Regions from separate parts of the Mus musculus genome. Here region 2 is linked to region 1. A link is a contact called in public HiChIP or PLAC-seq data. All regions are on one chromosome and are shown on one strand. The core of a region is the stretch at or near the end of the contact, and the rest is flanking DNA. Distances in the headings are between cores, read along the strand shown. Region 1 overlaps Slc7a8 (solute carrier family 7 (cationic amino acid transporter, y+ system), member 8). Region 2 holds the start of Ngdn (neuroguidin, EIF4E binding protein).

The links. HiChIP or PLAC-seq counts read pairs in DNA pulled down with a chosen protein or histone mark.
Region 2: a contact with region 1 is called in an H3K27ac HiChIP or PLAC-seq map of microglia, with 4 times the contacts expected there. The contact joins the promoter of Ngdn here to the enhancer-like site in region 1. A contact is called at or near these places in 3 of 39 promoter capture datasets (3T3-L1-derived adipocytes, frontonasal cranial neural crest and second pharyngeal arch cranial neural crest), 1 of 484 Hi-C or Micro-C datasets (bone marrow-derived macrophages) and 4 of 115 datasets of contacts at active chromatin or transcription factors (craniofacial prominence, embryonic midbrain, embryonic stem cells and 1 more).

Annotation. Positions count from the first base shown.
Region 1 is chr14:54,730,297-54,736,971 of GRCm38.p6, forward strand. It overlaps Slc7a8 (solute carrier family 7 (cationic amino acid transporter, y+ system), member 8), which reads right to left. Exons shown (of 11, transcript NM_016972.2): 5 at 5,428-5,581; 6 at 4,758-4,881; 7 at 2,884-2,987. Among named protein-coding and RNA genes, the nearest start is that of Cebpe, 21 kb to the left of the region's middle. Within about 2 kb of position 3,400, at least 7 of the 459 cell types and tissues checked have an H3K27ac peak or open chromatin away from gene starts, as enhancers often do. A contact at or near this core is called in microglia, where this site is marked.
Region 2 is chr14:55,013,787-55,020,827 of GRCm38.p6, forward strand. Ngdn (neuroguidin, EIF4E binding protein) reads left to right here and starts at 1,668. Exons shown (of 11, transcript NM_026890.2): 1 at 1,668-1,802; 2 at 2,383-2,442; 3 at 3,280-3,351. The coding sequence starts at 1,791.

The sequences.
Region 1 (6,675 bases), core at 2,150-4,649:
TCTGGATGCTTAAAATTATGATATTGGTTAAAGAAATTAGGATTTATCTATAAGATGGACAATGGTGAAGTTAAAAAAATCATGTTTTTTTTTTAAGTCTTTTTACTTCATGTGTCCATATGGTGTTTGTCTGAATGCATGTCTGCATACTGTGTTGAGCAGTGTTGGTGAAGGCCAGCAGAGTCAGCTCGTTACAGATGGTTGAGCCGCCGTGTGGGTGCTGGGCGTTGAATCTGGGCCATCTCTCCAGCCCTCAAAATCATGTTTCTGAAGAAAATGATTATGTGAGAACATGCTCACAATACGACATCAAACAAAAATGCAGACTGTAAACCAGGGATCCTAAGCTGGGCAAGGTGGCACATGCCCGTGAACCCAGCACACAGATCCTGAGGCAGGGGATTTCCCATTTGAGGCCAGTCTTATGAGACCCCCCTCTCACAAATAGGCAGAGGGCAGGAAGGCTGGCTCAGGGGTTAAGGCACTTGTTGCTCTTGCAGAGGAACTGGGTTTGATTCCCAGCACCCACATGGTGGCTCATAACCATCTGCAATTCGAGTTTGAGGGGGACCTGACACCCTCTTCCCACTCTGTGGGTGCCAAGCACACACATGGTTCATAGACATACATGCAGGCAAATTCACACACATTAAAAAGCGATTTTTAAAAGTTTAAGAAATGGGGGTAGTATACACCCTTGGAAGAGAAGGAGATAGTGGAGAAGACAAGGAGAGACCCAGACTCACAGAAAGAGCAACACTGAAAGCAACCCCTTCCCTCTTTTCTCTTTATGTCTCTTTCAAACAAAACAAAACAACACAAACTCCCCAAAATCCACCACCAACAAAAACAATTGTGTAACTGCCAGCAGTTATTACATGTTAGTGTTAATAATCTGTTTTCTTTAAAAAGCTTAAGTTCATTTGCGTATTTGTTTGTGTGTGTGCTATCTGTGGCACACTCATGAAGGTCAAAAGACAATTTGTGTGAGCCAGTTTCCTTCTGCCACCATGTGAGTTGGGTTCCTGGGGTCAAGCTCAGATCACCTTTACCTGCTGAGCCACCTAATGGATGAGAGGAAGGTGACAGTGTGACAGTGCACAGGCTTTTGCTATCTGTAGCCCAGGCTGGCCTGGAAGTCTTGGCCTTCCTGGTCTAGCCTTCTGAGGGCTGAGATGGGAGGTGTATGCTCCCACACCCGGCCTAAGAGAACTGCCACTCCATGCTTTGTCTGTAGGGGGGAATGTGGTGGCAGCAGCAGCTAGAAGTACAGGAGGTGGCTGTGACTCCGAGTACCCATAAGCAGTGTCATCATAGCTACTTGGGCCGGCTTCCCTAATTTTGTGCAGATACATGCAGCCCATCTCTTCTTCATGCTAAGGTCCTTTCCAGCCAGCACAGCCTCATGCAATAGAACCTGGGGGGCTCTGTGGGCTTCACCATGCACATAGTCAGGCTCTCATGCATATGCACATTGTCAGGCTCTCATGCATATTCTCTATGTACAGCCAGCACCAAGTATAACTAACTGTCCAGGTCTAACAGCCCCACGTCACAAGAAACAATCCCAACTAGGGAACAATGGAGAATATGATGTAACACACACACACACACACACACACACACACACACACACACACACACACACACATCCACACCCGCAGGTGTGCGCACACATGCATACACTCTCAGCTTGCTCAGCAAGAACCATCCGACTCAAACTTGGGGACAAAAAAAGAATGAAAGAAAGGAAGGACGGAAGAGAGTAGTCGGTGAGCTGAGGTGGCTTGGGTGAGGAGGCCACATCTCTGGCGTCTCCTGCATGCACATGACTAACGCTGCATGCATGCAGACCACTGTGTGGCCTGCCTGAGGGACAAACCCCAAACTAAAGCGACTGTGGCCAGCCATTCTCCTCCAACAGATCTCAGGGAGTCTCATGGGTCAGGGCTCTTCCACTGCTCGCCCTCTGCCAGGGCCTCCACGTGGCCACAGCTCCTGTGTAACACGCACACGAGGTTGCTACGGGTGAGTGTGGGTTCCCCGCCATCACAGGTGACACCCACACTCCTTCTTGACTGCTCTGGATCCTGGGAACATGGCAGTCTCTGTCATCTCACCAGAATTTCTCTGGGATGTATCCGGTGGCGTGGGAGACAACTGAGCCAAGACTCATCTTTTAAATAGGACCAGGCTTCTAGGGCACAGAAACCCTGTGGGCCACACAAATGGTAACCCTTTCATACACATACACCCAGAGATGGCAGGAAGGGACATAAAGGAGGGGTCTGACCCCTGGGTAAATGGGGCAAGGCTCCAGGGCCCACTCATGTTTCTGGCTTCCCAAGGAATTCTGAGTTGGGGTTGTGGCTACTGGCTTTCACACTGACAAAAGTTTCCATTGTATTCCTCCCTACTTGAGCCTGTGGCCTCCCACAGTACCTGCCTCTCGAGTAAGGAGTAGCCCTGCCTTCTCAGGACACTCTGAGGGATCTCTCCCAGGTAGAGTCTGGCTCCAGACATTCATGAGAGGCCAGACCTAGAGGTTTCAGGCACAAGAATTCTTGGTTTCTTTCAAAGTAGGGTTTCTTTCTGGCTGATAGTAGCCCACATCCACACAAAGGGGAGAGGGGACTCTAGGAATGTAGCCAAGATACTATCCTGCTGCCTACCACAGCTCTGTTTCTTCCAAAGCAAGGTGAGCTTCCTTGCACGCCCCCTATCATAGGTCACCCTCAAAGCAGCAAGACCCCCTTAGCACCCACACTGACATGCGTGCTCCCACAAAGCCACCACTCAGGAGTGGAGACAGACAAGTTCATCAAATACACACAGCAACGTGGACAGAAAAGTGGCCCAGAAGGGCCTCCGTCCATCACTCACCGGGAGGAGGTGAAGAGGGAGCCATTGACTCCACCAAACGTGGACAGGGCAACAGAAATGGGCATGATCCAGGCCATGACCCCGAGGAGTTTCTCTCCAAAAGTCTGGGGGGGGGGAAACAAGAAATGAGTGGAGACAAAGAGGTGAAACCCCCATTCCAGTCTATTCTTCGCTTTCACGGTGCCTGTCTCCCACCTACCCTGCCGACTCTCTCTGGCTAATCTTGAGAGCCCCGGCCCAGACTGCCATGCCACAGAGACAGCTACACATCAAAAACACACGCTGTGGCTTAGCTAGCTGAGGGGGCAATGTATGGTGGTGACAACAGTGATGAGCTAACACTTATCCTTGCTTATGAATGAGGAAACCGAGGCGCTTAGTGACCTATGGCTGACCTCAGATTGGACACTGGGGGAATGAAGGGGTCAGGAGCAGAGGCGAGGAGCTGTAAGTCAACCCTGTGCACACTACAGATGTTGCTGCACAGGGAGATTCACAGACTTGCAGTCTGATTCAGTTCCTACCCCCTCCTTAAACACGCTTACTTCTTTATTTTTTTCAGTGCTGGGGTCAAGCCCAGGGCCCTGCTTGTGTGAAGCACGTGCTCTGCCACTGAGCTATTGTCTCAGTTCTGGGTTTGCTATGTGTGGGCTTTAGTTTCCCATGTATAAAATAGAAATGGACCCTTAGTCAGACTTCCTAAATTCACAGAAGCAGACTATGATGGTAGGAAAATAAGGACCAGCTGTTTTTTCCTTTTCTTTTGAGACAGGGTTTCTCTGTGAAGCCCTGGCTGTCCTGGAACTCACTCTGTAGACCTCAAACTCAGAGATCTGCATCTGCCTGCCTCTGTCTTCTGAGTGCTGGGATGAAAGGCATGTGATACCACAGCCCGGCACAACTGGCTATTTCTTTAGCTGAGAAAGAAGCAGTTGTGAATTTATGGATGAGACTTCACACACACTTTAGTGTGTATATATAGTTTAGGGATAAGTCCTTTCTAGAGTCTCTGAGTCATGCTTATAGCACGAGCCTGGGGAGGTGGTGTCTAGAATAGATGTCCTGTTGGGCCTGGAGGCTGCTGGCTTTAGGAGGAGTTGGCCACGGACATGGCAGGGTATATTTATTTTCAAAGATGAGACATGTCATGACAGTGTTGGGTCTGAAGCGAAATGAAGGCTCAGCATGACTCCTGGGCCTCCCTCAGATAGCAGGTGTTCTGTGATCTCTTTGACCAAAGGGCATAAATCACTCTGATTTCTGAACTATTTACTGGCGCGCACGTGCGCATGTATATATATATATGTGTGTGTGTGTATCTATGTGTATTTGTATGCCTGTGTGGGTGTGTCTATGTGTGTGCATGTGCATGTGTGTGTGGTGTCTACGGGTGCATATGTGCGTGTGGATGGAACACAGGGCTTTGCACTTTACTACAGAATCATGCCCTTAGCCCTTCAATACCCAGCTTGCCCCAATGAGAGCAACCAGTTTGCCTGAGTTTGCATGGTTCCCAGAGAAAGAAAAAAACAGAGAGAATCCGTGTGCCTTGTACAGTGCATGCTTCCCTGTGGACCAGTCTGTCTTCCATAATCTGCAAGCTTATACGAGACGGTGGACTTGTTCCATAAAACATTAGATATTTCAATACCAAAGGCTAAATAGACTCTGTGCATCTTCTCAGGCAACCATGGTTGCTATTTTGGAACTAACCCCACCACTAGTTTGCTCCTGGGCACTTGGAAGATACCCTGTGGAGGGAGGACGCATGCAGATTTCAGCCTGAGGAGGTGGGATGACTTCCCATTCCATGGGGCTAAACAGGCAGATCCACACTGGCATTTCTTGGTTGGGGCCCCTGAGCAATTTCTTACCACAGCAACTGCATTGGAGGCTAGCAGCTCCTGGGGGGACATTGCAGTGACGTATGCAATATTAGCAAAGACGTACACAAATGTGACCAGTGGGATGGAGATGAAGATGGCTCTAGGAAGGTTCCTGTAGAGGGAGAGGAGGTCAGAGGGAAGCCTTTACCAGGGGACATGTTCTGCTGGGAAACTCCAGGAGCCTCGACCTGCTGTCTCTTGGCTGTTCCTCTATTTGGGAGGTAGGTTCTGACTCAGGTGGGGCAGGATTCTTTAGAGGAAATGGAACAGTTTAGGTCTAGAAATATGTTTCACCTGATTATCACCTCCTGACTCAGATTTGGACCCTGCACCCTTTCTACTGTCTTAAGATATAAAGCTGGGCCTGGCTCCAAACAGATAAAATGCCGAGACAACCCAGGATAGTTCCTTCTCTGTCGCAGCTCTGTGAACAGCTCTTGATTGTTCACTTGCCCTGGGACAGTCAGAGGATCCTTCCCCTTCTCTTAACAGGGTGGATGGCAAATGGTTCAAATTCCTGGGACATCAACTGTGGCTTCACGGTAGACCAGGACATGTCCCTGGAGAAGGGCAAGAAGTGAGTCTGTGTTTCCTTTTTCCGGAGGTGGGTCCTGTGCGGCCTAAGGGTGAACAGAAGAGCTAACCTCGTTTGACTCACTTGTAAGGATCCACAAGTTCCTCAGTCACATAATTAAGGAAGTTCCAGCCACCATAGGCAAAGGAGCCCTGGAGGAATGCCAGAGCAACGAGGCCGATGTCAGGTTCTTGGAAATTCTCAAATGCATTCTTTGGCTCCAGCCAGAAGAATTCTCCTGTGGACACAACAGGTAGGAGGCTTCTCAGAGAGACGAGCCCAGGCCCAGTAGCCCAATGGCCACCCCATGCATTGTCTGGACATCCTCTGCGGTGATATGCTAGCTCCTTGTCTGTGAACCTTCTGTGTGAGAGAAGGCCAGTAAGATGAAATCCAGGACCAGGACCTCCCGGAACCTGGAACCTCAGAACCAGGAGGCTAAACAGGGGCTCAGGCTCAAAGCACAGCTCAGAACATCCTTTTCAAAAGGGCAACAACATTGTTTAGAAGGAAAGTTCATGTAAATGGCAAAGCTAGTGTCAATGGCAGTCTCTGGACTACTTTTCTTGATATATTATTTGTGTTTTGTGAAGAAAGCATCAAGAGCAACCAACATTCAAGTTCTCACAGACCTAGAGCATTCTGTCAGTTCAAGTCTATTTTGTTTACTTTGCCCATAGCCCATCACTTCCTAAGGGATATTTGGTTTTCTTCTGGATCCTTTGGTAAAAAAAGATGCTGGGGGTTGGGCTGGAGAGATGCTGGAGTTCAGAGCACTTGCGGTACCTGCAGAGCATCCAGGGTCTCTATTCTCAGCACCCATATGGTGGGTGGCTCACAACCAGGTGATCCAGTGTTCTCTACTGGCTTTATGGGCACTAGGCATGCACATGGCTCACATGTATGTGCAGGCAAAGCACTTATACATATAAAATATAAAATATATATGATACATACGCAATAGAATAAACGTCTTTTTGTTTTTGTTTTGTTTTGTTTTGTTTCTGGGATGAAGATGTAGCTTTGTATTAGAGGGCCTGTGCAAAGCCCAGGTTTGAGTATATACACCCGCACCACATATACCCTCAGCTGCTGAGTAAATAAGGCCAGGACAAGACAGAGTAATTAGCTCTGCTATTTAGACAATGGTAATTAGGACAGGAAATAAGGAGGTTTGTGTGATCAGGAGAGAGAACTGAGAGCTGAGGTGAGGAAGGATTCATTATCTTTGAGAAGATAGCACAATGTTTCCTAAGCCTAAATTCCTGGAAACAATATGTCCGTCCATCCATCCCCCCTACTCCCCAGGGTTTAATTCTGCTGACTAAAATG
Region 2 (7,041 bases), core at 418-2,917, 280 kb after region 1:
ATAAATCTTTTCTTTAAAAGGAAGTATTATTTATTTTCTCAGATATTGTAATCGTTTGTCTATAACACATATGACAAACTTCAAGTTCCAAAAAATAGTGTTAAAACAGAAGTTTCACAAGAAAATCCTAATAAATACATGAAAAGTGCTGACAAGATGGCTCCAGGTCAAGGCGCTTGCCCACTAGGCTGACCAACTGAGTTCTATTTCCAGGACTCACATAGTGGAAGGAGATCCAACTCCCATTTGATCTTCACAAGCGTGCCGCACACATATAATAAATAAACTTTTTTTTTTAAAAGACAGAAAAATACCAAAACTCTTGTAGGTTCTTACAGTGCTCTGCGCCTCCCAATGAACCTTAAACAGCAAATAAATATCACAGGCAAACCCTCTGTCCCATTTTATGTAGTTCCCAAATAGGTAGAAACTAGAATGTTTCACCCAGAATTCAAGATAGAAAAAGGATTACTCTTTTTTGCTTAAAAAAAAAAAACAAAAAACAAAAAACAAAAAAACAATCACTTTTATGTATGCCTATGTCTGTATATAGGGAAGTCAGAAGGAACTAAAATTCCCCTGGGGCTGGAGTTAAAGGTAGTTGTGAGCTGTCTTGTCTGGGTGCTGGGAATGGAACGTTGGTCATCTGCAAGAATAATATGTGCTCTTGGCCACTGACTGAGCCATCGCTCCAGCCCCGTTTTCATTTTGTTTATTGAGATGGGATCTCACAATGTAGACCAGACTGGCTTGAAACTCATGGAGCTCTGCTTGTCTCTTGACTAAAGAGATCTGGGATTAAAGGCCAAAGCTACACTTTGGATTTCCCGGCTCAGGTCTGCTCTTCTGTTGCGCGAGGAAACTCCGAGCCAGGAGGACCTTTCTAGCGCTGTATTGTGTAATGCAGACGGAGAGTGGGAGTTATAACTCCCACCTAATCCTCCAGCCCGTGAGAGGCGAGGGAGTGGGCGTGTTGGAAGATACTGAGAAAAGATGACGGGGACAAAGGAAATATGCACAGCCAGGGTTTTAACCACGTTCTGCGGTGGACGAGTGGAGCAGTGAGAAAGGCACGCAGGTTGAGCCGGTTCCTCGCCTGTCGATTTTTCCCTCGAGAGGAATGCAGGGCGCAATGCGGCCTTTGCGCAGAGTCCTAGGCGTGCACGGGGAGGGTTGGCCGGTGATGCGGCCGACGGTTTCTGAACCTTGGGTTCCCGCTCCTCCATCCCAACCATCCAAATTACGGATGAAAAGGGCTCCACTGTTGTTCAAGGACAGTCACAGAACCAGGAAAGGCGCACTTGGAAGTCCTGGGGCCAATGGCGGCCCAGCAACCCTGCCGCATCAGAGAACGGACGGAAGCCGCCACCCTGCGGTCTGTTTTGGCACTACACGGAAAACGCCGTGGAAAGACTGTCTCTGCGGCATCTGGGAGCCAATGAGCTCTCGGGCTGCATAACTAATTTCTTTTTTCTACTGGTTGCACTAGCTGTCAATCAATAATCTGCACAATATTTATTGGAATTAGCATCCATCATTCTCTGTAAATCACGAATCACATGCTTCTGTCCCCGCCCACCTTTACGCCTTAAGAACGCCTCTGCGTTTGACACATTCAGGGAGTTTCTTTATTTCATTGGCTAGGTGAGGTCCCGCCTCTCCGATTAGCGGAAATGAAAGATCTCTTACTTCCATTGGCTGAAATTTGCAAACTGTGATTGTCTATCAAAACTATGAACTCACGCTAGCTCCTAGGAAGTTCGGGCCCGGAAAGGGTGGGCTTTGCGAAGATGGCGGCTCCGGTGAGTTCTGTCTCCTTGCTTCTTCCCGGAAAGGAAGGAATCTGTGAAAGTTTCCTTTCGCCTCCACGGATCGAGGCAAACCGTTGGCACCATGGATGATGAGAGTGATGAGAGTTGTCTCAGGGATGCGCTCACTCTGACACAGCGGTATCGTATGTCAGATGAGAGGGAGGGTCAGACGCTGCAGGTTGGCTGGTTCCGGACAGGAGGCTAACCCCAAATTACTCTTCAGAATGAGCTTTGTAGGGAGAGTCTCGTGACCATGGCGGGCGGTGACCCGGCCTTAAGGTGGGACAATGTTCCGAGCAGAGCTAGCGTCACATGTACAATGTGGCTGGGGCAAAGGCAGCCGTAAAGTTTGGCGATGAAATCTCCGGTCTTTTCCAGTAAATTGGGGGGGGTGTGGTGGGAGGAGACTGGCTGTGTGCCGAGGCTGCCTGCCCCTGTGCGGGGGGAAAACGACCCAAAAGTCGCGACTGTTTTGAAGGAAAGGAGGGAGTTTGATAGGCAGTACGTTCTGCAATCATCATCGCCTAAAGTAAGAAATTGATCACCTTTAACTGTCCCCTCCTATCTGTAGGAGGTGCTGGAGTCAGACGTGTCAAGTTCGATAACACTTTTGAAAAACCTCCAGGAGCAGGTGAGTATGTATGTCTTTTAGAATAAATCAGTCAGGGATTAACTTTGACTTCATAAGTCTCATCCACACACTTTGATGATTCGAATACTACAAAATTATCTTAGGTGTAAAATAAAAGCCTTATATGCGCTTCATGAAAGTTCAAAATAATTCATTCAGCTCCCAAAGAAATACAGAAAGCTGTTTTTCCCCCATTCACTTACTTATTTATTTATTTTATTTAGTCACTTTACATTCCGATTGCAGCCACCCCCCAGAAAACTTTTTTTAAGTTATACCCAAACTCCTTTATTTAAATAATAACTAAGAAAACAGATGTTGACAATCTGTCAAAATAGTGGCTATAAGTGCCACTTAATATGCATTTACATAGTAAGTTCTAGTGGTACAGATAAAATTACACTCCTTGGCCTGTTTATGGTGCACACCTTTAAACCCAGCACTTAGGAGGCAGAGGCAGGTGGATCTCTGTGAGTTCAAGGTCAGCTTGGAGTGTATAGTGAGTTCCAGAACAACCTGGGCTTCATAGACAAACCCTATCTCAAAAAACAAAAACAACCCCACAAACAACAAAAGTCACAGCCCTCATCGCCACTGTCGGGCTCCTCACCCCCTTCACTTGGTTTCTTAATGACCCCCTCCCTCATCTTTAGACAGCACCATGACGATGTTTTCTCTGCCTCTTGGAGAACTGTTGGAAACGCTCAGTTCAGTGGTGTTCAGCAACAGCGTTTCAGATCATTTTTTAGGCGGCATTATCTAGTATTTATCCTTCACTGTTCATAGACATTACTTGTGGTCGGGTGAGCTATTCGGGTTTAACTTGGCTAATTTCAGGTGATGGCTGTCACTGCACAAATCCAAGCACTGACGACAAAAGTTCGAGCTGGAACGTATTCTACAGAGAAGGTAAGGGCTCCTGCACAGGCTGGAGGGCCAGCTCCGTGGTTACGTCACCCGTCCAGGTGACGTAACCACTTGGATCCCAGCACTCGTGTCTACATGACCCACAATTCTAGCTCGGGCATCCCATACACATGTGCCGTGTGAATGTACATACACATAAATAACTGTAAATCTTAAGGGGGGGGTACTTGAAGAGGGAGGACCTCCTCATATGATGTGCTTGCTGGTTTGGTTTGGTTTTTACTGTAGGTTTGTTATGTGGTGTATGTCCTAAGAGTTAGAGCTTCATCTAAAAGGGGTAATGTGTGGGTTCTGTACAGGAGTCTGGCAAGAATTGCAGACCAGAAGACTAGATAGGAGTAGTGGCAGTCATTTTACAGAAGTCAGGAGGAGTGATATGCCAGCCAAGCAGAGTCAAAAAAAAGGTACCTCAGAGAAAGCAGTGGGGTTTGAGAGTAGCTATGTGCCTGAGATACTCACCATTGAATGCTGTGGGGGAGTAGGTGGTTTTGTGGATGTTGTGGTGTGTGTGTGTGTGTGTGTGTGTGTGTGTGTGTGTGTGTGTGTGGTGTGGTGTGTGGGTAAGACGTAAGAATGGAGTCGTCACTTTGAGCAGCCATGTAGGACAGCCGAGGAGTTGCTCTTTTGTTTCTTACAGTCTTAGATGATGTCAGTTTGGACCGTGGTGACGACTTTATATACAGAAGTCCCCAGCTTCGTTTCCTGTCACTTCAGTTACCTGAGATTAACATCAGTCTGAAAATACTGAATGTAAAGTTTCAGTTACACCTCCTAAGTTTAAAATAATTTATTTTAGAATATAATTGAGGTATTTGATATTGCTAGTTGTTGTCAATCTCTTACACTTGGTTGTAAATGAAGGTTTATTATTTGCATAAATGATTGGGAAGAACAGTGTATATAGGATTCAGTGCTCTGCCATTGCAAACATTCATTGGCACTTTTGGAATGCATCACTTGCGGATAAAAATGCCACTAATCTGTGATGAGAACCCATTGACTGAAAGATGCATCCGAATTTGAGACACCACACTGTGAAGATGATGTATCTGAAAATGAGATGTGGGAGCTTCCGCTCTTCCTTGGACCTTTTTTCCCTCCTCGTTCTGGTTTGCTTGTTTGTTTGTTTAGACATGAGCCTGCTATGAAACATGGATTAGCTTTGAACTTGTGACCTTACTTCTCCACCTTTCAAGTGCTGGATTTTAGATTCTCTGATGTGCAGTGAAATAGGCTAGCTTTCAAATTAAAATTTAAAGAAAAAAATCAAAAATTTATAGAACTTCTTTGGGGATTATTAGTGTCAGTAGATGCCAACCCTTGCCTGCTTTACTGGCGTGAACTGGAAAGCTCTGCTGGGCCTTTGAAACAGTCTCTCTATGTCACCCTGACTGGCCTTGAACTTACAATGATCCTCCTGCCTTCACCTCTTCATTTCTAAGATTACAGGCACAAACTGTCTTGTTTATTGTTTGTTTTGAAACAGGGTCTCACCATGTAGCTCTGGCTGTCCTGGAATTCACTGTGTAGACCAGGCTGGCCTTGAGCATGTGCCACAATACCCAGCCCAAGAGAATATTTAAACAGAATATTTCATGGGTAAATGAAAATATAAAAATCATGTAGTGTGTCAGTAAGGATGAGTGATTTTTTTTTTTAAAGCATGGGAGCAAAGCAGATTTTTATATTTTTAGAATAACAAACATTTTAAATAATCTTTTTTTAAAGATGTATTTATTTATGTATGTGAGTACACTGTAGCTGTACAGATGGTTGTGAGCCTTCATGTGGTTGTTGGGAATTGAATTTTGACCTCTGCTCGCTCTGGTCAACTCCCCTCCCTCAGTTCCTGCTCGCTCCAGCCGGCCCAAAGATTTATTTATTGTTATACATAAGTACACTGTAGCTGACTTCAGACACACCAGAAGAGGGCATCAGATCCCATTGCAGATGGTTGTGAGCCACCATGTGGTTGCTGGGATTTGAACTCAGGACCTCTGGAAGAGCAGTCAGTGCTCTTACCTGCTGAGCCAGCTCTCCAGCCCTGTAATAATCTTTTTCCTACCTGTTGCTTTTGTCCATACTATTTATTACTTATTCTTCTTACTTTTATTATTTGTTACTATTTTGTTTGTGTGTGGTTTTGTTGTTTATTTGGTTTGGTGTTTGTTTTTGAGGCATGGTCTCACTGTGTAGCTCTGGCCGCCCTGGAACTCTCTATGTAGATCAGGTTAGCCTCAAACCCACAGAGATCGCCTGCCTCAATATGAGTTTTTCTCACATGCTTGTAACCCAGTTGGAACCTGACAGTGCTTCTGAGCCCACTTCTCAGGTTCTCCCCTGCCTTTGCTCTGGGCACTGCTGTCCTTTGGTGCTTCAGTAAGTGTTTGCTCATCTGTAGAGCAGATGTGGGGTAGCTTAGCTTTTATAAAGTGTTTTACAGGTTACAGGGTGCTTTCTTGTTACCTTGTTTGTTTAAAAACCAGTTTCTTTGGCTAGTGCAGGAATACTATTATTTATTTTCAGGTCAGAAGTTTACAGTCTCAAGTTCAAGTAACATAACCAATATTTAACTACCAGATGCATAAATCAGACTTTAAACTCCATGGCTTATTCTCTGCAGTACACTAGGAGTGCTGAAAGGAGCTAAGCATGTTGTTTAAGGCATACCCAGGACTCAGGCCTTGAAGTTGAACTGAGTATGACTTGCATTTGAATTCTTGCTGTGTAATTTTAGCCAAAGTACTTAACCTGTCAGACATACATTTTCCCCACAGGGCTGTGGACTGTCAGTATCATTTTATGCAGCTATAAGACTTCTATTTAATATTTGCAGATGTAATTATTACTATATTTTGTTTGAAGATAATGTATTTGCTTGATGTATTTTTTAACTGTATATATCATTTGGGGTTAGGGAATAAACCACATTCTAGATGAGCGTTCTACCTCTGGGCCACCAGCCCTATGACATAGTTTTAATTTTGGGAACTTTGGAGGATATATAATTTAGTGTGAGCATGAAACCCACCTAATGGGAGGAGGAGGAAACTGCCTCCATAGAGTGCCCTACAACCTCAGTGTATTCAGGGTTGGATGCATGTGCTCACAAATGCATTCACGTCTTACATAATAATAGATTTTTTTAGAAGGTGTATGTATCACACAGCCCCATTGGAACCTCATTATAACCACTTTCTACGACTTTTGTCGACATTGATTTAGACCCATGTCAGTGTCTATAAATCATTTGTCTAATCTGTACTGTGATAGGGATAAAAATCAGTAATTATTTTGGATAAATTAAAAATTGGCTCTATATGGAGGATTCTTTGGCTAAAACTTGGGAGGGCCTGTCAGTGAGACTAGCCCAGTGGTGCTGCTGACATGTACAATGGCAGGGTGGTCCACGGTCACAGAGTCCTGTGCACTCGGATGTCAGAAGCTCGGAGACTGCAACACTCTTAGTCTTTGAGCGACTTTTGGATGCTTCTCAAGACCCAGCTCGTATCCATGGGAACGCATCTCACGACCTCCTGTGGATGTCCGAGACTGTGCTGTGCGTGTTTCTCTGTGGTCTTTAGTCTTCTGCACAGCTCCAGGGTTTAGCTGTCTTTCCACATTTTATGCCCTTGGGCTGCTTTTCGTCACTACTCTCATGTATATGTTGGG